2 separate regions of the Macaca mulatta genome follow, and region 1 is linked to region 2. A link is a contact called in public Hi-C data. All regions are on one chromosome and are shown on one strand. Each heading gives the region's core, a stretch centred on a gene start, on an enhancer-like site or on the middle of the called end of the contact. The rest is flanking DNA. Distances are from core to core; before and after follow the strand shown.

What was found. A called contact is a pair of places that touch in the nucleus more often than the background predicts.
Region 1: a contact with region 2 is called in a Hi-C map of fetal cortex germinal zone, with 2.4 times the contacts expected there. The contact joins the promoter of MACF1 here to the promoter of LOC144334220 in region 2. A contact is called at or near these places in 6 of 14 Hi-C or Micro-C datasets (CD4 T cells, cortical neurons, fetal cortex germinal zone and 3 more).

What each region holds. Positions count from the first base shown.
Region 1 is chr1:201,685,846-201,691,196 of T2T-MMU8v2.0, forward strand. MACF1 (microtubule actin crosslinking factor 1) reads right to left here and starts at 1,868. Exons shown (of 94, transcript XM_077962816.1): 1 at 1,547-1,868. The coding sequence starts at 1,640. It overlaps LOC144334221 (microtubule-actin cross-linking factor 1-like), which reads right to left. Exons shown (of 4, transcript XM_077962934.1): 4 at 2,893-3,576. The coding sequence ends at 3,440.
Region 2 is chr1:201,522,740-201,528,074 of T2T-MMU8v2.0, forward strand. It overlaps LOC144334220, which reads right to left and starts at 1,936. Exons shown (of 1, transcript XM_077962895.1): 1 at 1-1,936. The coding sequence starts at 1,716. The coding sequence ends at 607. The region is part of intron 5 of MACF1 (microtubule actin crosslinking factor 1); the gene reads right to left.

The DNA.
Region 1 (5,351 bases), core at 618-3,117, 160 kb after region 2:
TTTGCTAGGAGTCCAACTTCCTTTCCGCTGGGGGTCACCAGCACTACCATCCAGTGAGGTGCTGAGATTTCTTCACCTATTTTGGGCCTTAATTCTGCTCGTTTGAAGCTGTCACAGCCCGAGACGGTCCTAATGTATCTCCTCTCTCTGAAGAGAGCAGTGTTACTCAAAAGCCTGCAAAGGAAACTTAATGGAACCATTCACTGAGCAGCATTTTTTCAATGAAGTTCAGCAGCACAATCTAACCTCTTTGTGCTCTGAAATGAACCACATTTCTTAAAAGAAAGACCACAGGGGGTTGACAGAAAACTTGCTGCAGGCAGGAAAAGCTGGACAGTTTACAGGAGCTGATGCAGAGGGAACAAGTAGAAACCCTAGTAGGTCCTTTTTCGCATTTCATCTCTATTTTTTTTCCTGCTGCATTCCCAAGCAGAGTTCCAATGCCACAAGAAAAAAAAAAAAAGGGAGGGGGGGCGCCTTACAGCTTCTTCATTAGTTTCCCTTCACTGGGTAGGTGCTGTAAACAAGTATGCTGGGCTCAGTCATAGGGGCTGAAGTTTTCTCTCCTTCAGATAAAAAGAAACTAAGGGCCTAGTCACAAGGGCCCGAGCTAAATAAAATGGGGAAAAGTGCTGCCTGTGTCGTTTCTGGGAAAATCTCCCCGTCTGTGGATAGGATAACTGCCACCCAAAGCAAAATCCCAGAACTGGATGTTAAAGATCAAGGCAAGGGCCTCCCAAGGCCACGCATCCCTGGCTGCCACTCAGGGGCACCTACAGCAGTTAGGGAAATGCAGTTCACAGGCCCTCTGCCTGTCAAAACTTTCTCCCCACACACCCAAGGCGCAGATTAGGCATTAACTTGCACAAGTGTCTCGCAAGAGAGCCTTCAGGGCTGAAATCCGAGCTCCAAGGCAAATCTTTATGTTGGAGGAAAAAAACAAATAGACCCCTGCCTCCAGCAGGCCCAGACCCCCGGGGAGATGGGGGTCGGGGAAAGCCTCGCCACCAAATCCTGCACACTCACCCACACCGCTGCCCACCCCACCCCGAAGACACCAAGGTGCTTCCCAACCTCAGCTTCCACGCGACTCATCCGAGACTCAGGGAGACAAAAGGGGGCGAAGGAGAGACTCTCCGCGGGCACACAGAGGTCCGAGCGCCTCTGGGAGGAAGCTCGCACCCAGAGCAGATCGGGTGGTTTCTCCCGCGCCCAACTCCTCCTCCTCCTCCTCCCCAGCAACTCCCCACGGCGGCCGGTCTCCGGGCCAGCGCCTTGTCTCGCCTCCTTCCAGCTGGGGCCGGATAATAGGGCAAATCATGTAACTGGCGCTCTGAGCGCGCCGACTGCCCCGGGAGCGGGTTCCGAAGGCTCATCTCAACTCTGTAAATAAACTGGCCCCGAGAAGCAGCAGCTCAGGGCCAAGCCCCGCGCGGTGGGTGCGACCCCGCCCGGCCGCCCCACCTGCAGCGGCCGAGCCGACCGGTACCGAAGGCCACGCCGCGCCGGCCCGCGGGCCTCAGCGCCGGCCAGTCCCCGGCCCTACCTTTGTAGCGCTCCAGCACATCCTCGTACGCCTGCACGAACTCCTTCTCCTGGCTGCGGTTGGCCGGCTGCTGACCCGGCACGTAGCCGGCCATGGCCGCCCGCACCGCGTTCTCCCCGAGCCCCGGGGGCTGCCGGTTCCAGGCCCGCGCGCTGAGGCGGCGGCGGCGGCCCCAGCCTCTGCCCTTTGTGCGTATCAGAGGCGGCGACGGCGCCCTTGCTCTCCGCTGTCCGCCCGCCTCGCCCGGCCCGGCAGTCGCGCTTCGCTCCTCAGTCCGCTCGCACCCGGCCCGCTCGCGCTCCGCCGGTCCCGGCTAGCGTTTCCGCCTCCCCACCCCTCGGCTCCGCTCCTCCCTCAGCCCGCCCCGGCGCGGCGGCGGCGGCGGCGGCGGGCGGCGGCAGCGGCTCCTCCTGTCAGGAGCGCCAGGCCCGGCCCGTTCCCCGCCCCCTCTCCCCGCCGCCTCCGGGGCCCGGCGAGTCCTCGGCCCCAGGCTGCGGCCGGCTGGGCCCGGGCTGCCCACACGGGTCCCTCAGGGGCTGCCGACCCCCGCCCGGCCCGGACTGGGGCCCGAGCCGAGGGGCGCGAGAGGCCGGCCCACGCGGGAGTCCGGCTGGGTAAGAGGCCCGCGCGTCAGAATGAAAGGCTAGGCCGGCCGAACGGCAGGGAGACCCGGGCCGGCTCCACAGAGCGGGCGGGAGCCCCAGTCAACGCTGACTTACGCCGCCGGGAGCGGGACAAAGGAGGGAGCCCCCTGGCTGGATAGAAACCCAGCGGGGCCTGTGCGGCTGCTGGAGAAGGACCTGGAGAAGCTGAAGGGAAAGTAGAGGGCAAAAGACCACAATGCCTCAGATCCCAGGGCTAGACGCGGTCAGAACCAGGACAAGGGCAAGATCCAGACAGGGCTGCAGTGTGGGCCCGGAGGACACTGAGCCCACAAAGAATCCCGGGAACAAAGGGTTTTCCAGAAACAGAAGAAGCTGAACGAGAAGTGACGGGGCAGATCCAGCACCATGAAGTAAACCAGGCCAAGGAGCCAGAACCTGAGAAATGACAACCCAGGGAGGCACGAAAACAGGATTCTGACTGCACCATGGGGTGAATAAGAGGAGAGACTGGGAGACATAAATCTGTGGGGGATAGACCCTCCAGGATTATTAAACTGTGACAGCCATCTGAACAGAGAGACAGAGATCAAAAGGGAGAAATGTGGGAACCTGAGACGGAACCAGGACTGTTAGGGAACAAAGAAAGGGCTCTGGAGCATAGCTGGTCAGGGAAGAAAAGGGGAAGCCAATTATTCTTTGTCATCAGGGGAAAGGAAAGAGTAAAGAAAGGAAACTGGAAAATATGGGTAGGGATTTATTGGGGCCCATTTTGAGGACAGAGCTCCCAACATCATTTGATTCAACATTCAGTTGTGTATCATTCAATCCCAATATTCATGGAGTGCGCCAGAGCCATGAGCAGTGAATGAAGAACTCTGGTCAATGTAGGTGACACGTTGTGCCCTCCACCCCCATTCAGCCTTTATCCTCCCCTGTTAACTTGATTTCTCAGGAGGTCTGGAGAGGTGGTTGTGGGTAAGAAGTTACACTGGCTGATCTCACAATAAGGGCAAATTAGCAAGTAAAAAAAGAATTCATGCAACACTGAGCAGCCAAAATTGGGACTTAGGCTTCCATTCCAGTTCCCATTCTCAAGAGTTTGAAGGAGAAACTTCTTAACCCCAGGCTAGGGAAGGTGTCTTTGTACCTCGTGAGTAGTGCCAAGTATTTTGGTCAATGCTCAGCACATTCATAACAAGAAAAAAAAAAAAAAAGACGCTTTTCGCTAATAGGTGCACGCTGGTTGTTTCCACACCACACCCTGATCAGAAATCAGGTGAGCAAGTCATTAATCATATCTTTTCCCATCAAGTGTTGCTGGCCTGCCCAAGTTGTGGGCATGAAGATCATGCAGGGAAGGGCCTGAAAGAGGACAGGGAGGATCCTTAGACAAATGCTCATTTCCTTCCAGTTTAATCCTCCGTGCTAAAAACAAACAAACAAAAAGAACTAGTTATCAGTTTGGTGTCAGCTGCTAATGAGCTCAGTTTACAAAAAGAAGGAGAATAAGTTTGAAGTATATATGTTTTTCAGTAAAAGGCTTTTAGTGGAAAAAGCAGGATGAGTTGCTGGTTGATGGCACAAGCACATTTTTCGTAAACAGCAGAGAATATAGAAATGCTAACTCTGGGGATCTTGACTGTGTCAGTGCTGAGTCATCTGCATTTCCCATATTATTTTATGCCAGCAGGGCTAAGAAGGCCCAGACAGAAATCACGCATACAAACACCTCCACACAGACATCTCGCCCCCACACAGACATCTGCCTCCTTATGTCCATTACAGTACATAGAAAAGTCCCTCCATTCCCTCCTGGGGCTGCTACATGCGCCACTTTGTGAGCAGGTTCTTCAAGATGTGTCACTGATGCTTGCCAAAGGTGAAGAAAGAACAGGGGCAAAAAGGGGAAGAGTCTGCCGTGAGAATCAGAGAAGACCTGGGGGGGTTGCGGGGAGAAGGCAAGGGGTTGAGATTCCTTTTAAGAAACACAGAAATCAAAGAAGAAACTTCTGCTTTGGGTTGTGGCTAGAGGGCTTCTCTAAGACTCAAATTGCTTTCTTGACAAAATTTGCATTTAAATGCTCCCAGGAGATTTTGAAATAATGCATTCTTCTAATGAATGGAAAGCGGGGAAGTCCACATGTTTGGCTGATGTTCCTGTTTTATACAGAGAAAATTTTACAAGGCTAGAGGAACAAAGCCGGCTGACAGGGGGGATGGGAAGAAGGAAGTCTACGAAGGGGAGGTTTTTCGCTTCTTTCAAGCAACAGTCTAAATTTATAGCCAGACCACACAGTCGCAAAAGCTCTGAGCCTTTCTCCTTTTGGTCTTTGATTTTCTTTTGCTCCTGATGGGTGAGACTGCTGCTGCATTTCTAAGAAGGCTGCAATGGGGGAAGCAGAAGGATGTACTCAGAAGGGCATCTAGTGGAGGAGAAGAGTAATGCAAGGAAATTAAAGCCCTTTATCCTTGGTGTTCTCCCAATTAAAGCCTCATCAAATGCCCCTATCCTTAAAGCCCTGCCACTTTCTATTGCTTTCAGCACCTCAAATGTGTTATGTCGCCTCAGGGCCATCCAACCGGCTTTCCTCCCAGATTATAATCCTTCATCACTCTACTTTGGCCTGGCTCACTCCTACCCATGCTTCTGCTGAAATTCCCCAGGGGGAAGCCTTCCTTGACCCCCCCTCCTCCAATTAATAGGTCCTCCTCTACCCTTTGGTAATACTCATCACACTTGAAGTTATGGTACAGTGTCTTTCATCCTTACTAAATCGTAAGCTCCCTGAGGGCTGGGACTGTTTGTCGTCTAATTCACCACAGGATCCTTACCACCTAGCAAATGATCTGGCACTGGCACATATAGGGCACTCATTAACTATTTCTTTTTCTTTTTTTGAGACAGCGTCTTGCTCTGTCACCCAGGCTGGAGTGCAGTAGCGCGATCTCGGCTCACTGCAACCTCCACCTCGCGGGTTCACACCATTCTCCTGCCTCAGCCTCCCAAGTAGCTGGGACTACAGGTGCCCGCCAACACGCCCGGCTAATTTTTGGTATTTTTTGTAGAGACGGGGTTTCACTGTGTTAGCCAGGATGGTCTCGATCTCCTGACCTCGTGAACTGCCCACCTCAGCCTCCCAAAGTGCTGGGATTACAGGCATGATCCACCGCACCCAGACAACTATTTCTTTAATGCTGTG
Region 2 (5,335 bases), core at 686-3,185:
CTAAATACGTCCAATCACACACAAAAAAACTTTTCTAGCCTTAAACCTTCAAATTGCCCTAACCTCCCTCTCTCTCTCTCGACTAATCCCCAGATAACTCTGTCCCTCTCCTCTAATCCTGGAATCAGGAACCAAAGAAGGATGAGCCCTCTCCACCTATACAAATACTGAATGAGGGTTGCCGTCAGAAATTTCCCCATGGGGACGGGATTGCATCAGCTCTAGTAAGAACATCACTCTCCTGTGGGGAAGAGCAAATACACTGACAATAGCTGCCTGACCCCTTCCACATTCATTCCAGAGATTTATTCCAGAGATTCAGGTAGGCCCTTCCCCATCGTCCCTTGTGCTACACTACAACTTCTCGTAGCAGGGAAGCTGGTAAACAGACCTGCCTGAGAGTAAGTACTATCTAGCATTGCACCTCGAGAGACAATCCCACCAGACAGCTTGAGCAATTATGCCGCTTGGCTACCCAGAATCAGGGATTCCCCAGAGACAAGTCTTGGTTTCAAGTATCAAGGGGCAGACCTAAATAGATTCTGCTTGCTGAGCTCTAGCAGACACTAACTCACATGGGGGTGAGTTTGAGAGGCACCAACATCCTCACTGCTCACTACACTCAGCTTTAATATGTTTGAGGGCCAAGATTCCAAACAGCAGTTTGATTCTCTCTTGAACATGCCCACCTACCTCTTCCAGACCCCATGATAGGGTGTGGCTTGCCTCCAGAGAAAGAGTGCCATCCTCTTCTGAGAAGGAAGTAGAGCTCTTTTCAGGTTCTGTATCTTTAGGCTGGATCCCGTGTATGTGCGGCCCATCACTGCCATAGCCAGAGGAGGAGGGCAAAATGCTCACAGTCACGCCGCTGATAGACAAATCACTCTGAGAAGTAAGCAGTCTGGAATCCTGGAGGGGCACTCGACCCACATGGGAAGGCTCCGTGCATCTTTGGCCTCCAGGCTTGTCCAGTAGTGATGAAGAAACAGAACATTCTGCAATCCAGGAACCTGTCTGAGGGGCATCTGAAACACTCTTGGTTCCTTCCTCCGCACTCCAGCCCTCTGAAAATTGTTCTTGATTTCCTGTATCAGTGGGGCAGTCTGTCCTAAGCGAAGCATAGCTCCGAAACCCAAGCTGAATATTTCCTTTCTCCACTGCAGTCTCTCCTTGCAAAGGCAGCAGCACAGCCCTGCTGCTGCAGGATGCTGTCCTAGGAAATTCCACCAGTTGGCTCACTGACTTCTCACAGTTCCTTTCTGCTGGGTTATCAAGCAGGTGAGCAATGACAGTCATCCCCTCTTCCAGGGAATCCCAGACCCCTCCAGCAACTGATGACTCATTCTCTAACAAAAGGTGGGCAGTCTGGACCTCCCCTTGGAATCTCTCCTTTACCTGTACTATCATCCCCTGATCGACTACCTGCGAGTTGGGGGCTGAGTCCCTAGGCAGCAAAATATCTGGGGGGGTATGTTTTACCCCTCCCACTCCGTCTTCCTTTTGGAGACTCACTGTTAACTTCGTTAGGGTTTCAGTCTCTTCAATGACTTCAGTTCCTTCCGAGGTTTCTTCCTGGTGAGATGCCTCTGGAGTAGGGATTTTCTTCCCTCTCCACCTCCTTTTGAACCGAACCCTTTTCTTAGGAGATATGGGAGCCTTCTCAGGAACAGCTATTGACTCTTTTGGCTCCTTAAAACAGCCCAGTGAATTTCCCATTTCCTTCCTCTCCTAATCTCAGCAAAAACGCAGCTAAGCCAGTCCTGGGATCCCACAGAAATCCCAACCTTGGCTTCATCGGATTCAACGTACATTTAAAAACATGCACTATGCCGGCAATCCCTCCAATTCTTTCTCCCTCCCTCCCCGCCTCTCTCTGTCTCTTCCAGCCGCTGCCGATTCAGACAGCCATCTTACAGGCTCAGAGCTGCAACAAGACAAATTCAAAGCATCTCACTGCAGTTCAGAAATCACTTGACCTAAAAGCAGACAGAAACCGGATTGGCTGCAGCTTCCTCTCTCCAAATATGAGGTAATTGGAGCACTGCCCTCAGTAACACAAACAGAAAGCAAAAAGGAGCTAGAAACCAGGGGAGGGGAAACTAGGCAGGGCCAGGAGGAGGAGGGAAAATGTAAGAGTAAATTGAAAAGCGAGGGAAAAAGAAGAGAGGCCGTGGCAGAAGGTAACGTGGAAGAAGGAAGAGGAGAATAGTATCAAAGAGGGAAAAAGCAAACCAGCTTAGCTGGTACTAACCAGCAAGGGAAGGGAAGGGCCAGGCCAAGAAGAACCAAGGCTGGTGAAGCTGCAATTATGGCTCCCAAACTACAAAATGAAATAGATTTGAAGTGTTGCACCAAGATGCCCAAAAGAAAATATCAAGCAGATATACATATTCTGAATTTTTTCAGGTCAGAAAATAATAAAATTATTTTCATCAAATTATAACCTGAAGAAACCAGAGCCGCCTTCTTACAGTTAAGAAAAGGAACACACACTTTAAAGATCTAGCCTTCTGGAGCATTTATTTCCCTCCTTTTTCCTATAAAAGAAAAGAAAGATCTGTTAAGTCTGCCAGCCAATGACACAGCCAGGAAAATCTGGAAGTTGGTTTTGAGTATAGTATATGAGTGCTTGGTAAAAAGAATACCACTTCTAAATACAACAGATGAACAGGGTCTCTGATGAACAATATTTGACATAAATGTTCAATAGTAATTATTGATGCTGCCACTGGTAATATCTAACATATTTTTTGCACTTGCTGTGTGCCAAGCACTGTGCAAAGTTATTTACATGGACTTTCTCATTTAATTCTTATAGTCACTATATGAGGTCAAAACTATTATTTTATATTTTATGGGTAAAGAAACTGAGGTTTGGCCAGGCACAGTGGCTCACGCCTATAATCCTAGCACTCTAGAAGGCCAAGGCAGGCGGATTGCCTGAGCTCAGGAGTTTAAGACCAGCCTAGGCAACATGGTGAAACTCCATCTCTACTAAAATACAAAAAATTAGCTGGGCACAGGGGCGTGCGCCCTTAGTCCCAGCTATTCAGGAGGCTGAGGCATGAGAATTGCTTGAATCGGGAGGTGGAGGTTGCAGTGAGCCAAGATCACATATCACTGCACTCCAGCCTGGCCAACAGAGCAAGACTGTCTCCAAAAAAGAAAAAAGAAACTAAGGTTTAAGAAAGTTGATTAATAGCCCAAGGTTACACAGCTAGTAAGTGACAAAGTCAGAACATGAACTTCTGTTAACTTTAAGACTTTTAATTTCAACCCCAACTACTCTCTTCTAACTACTGCAGGAGTGGAAATCTGTACTCAGTTGCCAGTTGTGTAAAATAAGAAGTTCTCCCACTGTTCTGAATTGGTAATTAGACTGCATGGACCAAGAGCTCAATCAAAGAGATAACACTTGTTGCCATTTGGGAGTAAGAGAAGAAGCTGCTAAAAAGAGGCTCAGGTGGTTTTTACTCCCATTGCAGTAGGGCAGGAAGTCTGAATTTCAGATTGTAAAAGTTGGATTCAAAAATCACCTTATGATATCAGTGAACATTCCTCCACCCCAATTTTTTTTATTATAGTGTCTGCTATATGGGAAAAGACTACAATCCAAAGGGCTGTGAATGGAGAATAAAATTATATACGTGTTTCTTTCCTATTGCAGTTATTTATTCTACACCAAAAGGATCCAGGCCACACAGCAGAAAGCAGCAGCCTGCCTGGTTCCATGCAAGCCATCCAGACTTACACTAGCATAGCCTTAACTATCTTTCCTGGAGACCTTTAAAAAAAAAAAAAAAAAAAAAGACCACAAAAGGAAAGCAACAAGAAGCCCTAAAGCAACAGCTTTTACACAATCCCTTCTAAGACCCTCCTGATGTCCCATCTGCCTCACAACTGCAGTAGGTGTTCCTCCCCTAAGCCTTATCCTTAAGGCTGACTTCAAAACTGCAGCACCATCTTATGGCCATCACAAACTATAGCAAGAAATAAGCGAAGACAGCATGGGAAAGAAACTCAGGCTACTGCAAATCATTTAATTAACAAAGAATCTGACATTACAATATGAAGTTCTCTAGGCAGGTACCAGGCCTTCACTCCTCCAGTGAACAAACCTGGAACTATGGAAACTTTAAGCTGCACTTGAATTTTATGAATGATGTACAAGCAAACCAAAATCCTGAAACTGATCAACTTAGGGGCAAGAGAGATAGCTGTTTAATATGACTACTACTGCTGTAGAGTTTCTCTGAGAATTTACTTCTGTGAGTCTTTTTTTTTTTTAATTTCTGCATATGTCAGACCAATCAGACCTTCCTTTCCTTCCGCTCCAGAGAAAAACTGGTCTAGGAAAGGAGCAGAGATTTCAGTAAGGTGGATCTAGGTTCAACTTTCCAGCTCAAAAGCTAAGTAACTTAACTAGTTTATTAGATGGTTCAGTTTCCTTACTTGTAAAATGTGCATACTACAACCTACTTAATGGGATTGTAGACAAAGTTAATGAGATAATGTCCATAAAGTACTTGGCTCAGTACTTGACCTACACTAAATTTCTTTTCTTCCAATTTATTATAGGAGCTAAAAGTTGTAAGACATCCCCAGCCCCCAGGGAGATCCTAAGATATAGATGGTCCCTGACTTAAAATGGTCCAATTTATTTTTCAACTTTCCAATGGTGAGAGAAATCCATATGCATTCAGTAGAAACTGTACTTCAAGTACTCATAGAACCATTCTGTTTTTCACTTTCAGTACAGCATTCAATAAATTACATGAGCTAGTCAACACTTTACTATGAAACAGGCTTTGTGTTACATGATTTTGGCCAAATGCTCAATGGTAAGCTAATATAAGTGTTCATAGTACATTTAAGATAGGCTAAACTATAGTTTTCAGTATGTGTATTAGATATATTTTCAACTAAGTTAACTCTGGTTACAAGAACTTTCCCCAAGACCTTTTCTCTTCTACCCTGGTCTCTTAACACAAGACCCGCTGCCTTCTAGGAAAGCACACTTTGAGGCCTATACATTCTTTATGCCTTCTCCTTTGGCATTTTCTAGATAACTCTTTACTGCCCACAGGTCTCCCACAGAGACAGCCAGAGTGAAAGACTCCAAAGCAAAAGAACTCATTCATTCCACAAACACAAGCGGTGCCTCAACTATATGCCAAGCACCAAGTGCCATGAAGTGCACAAAAATGTAAACCTCAAGTCTAGCCAGCTAAGACCTCCCTGTTTTTTGAAAATTTCAAAATGCCAGGCATACACTAGTATTTAACAAATATTTGAGGGTTGGAAAACTAGTTTTGTCAGATTCTGAGTACAAAGA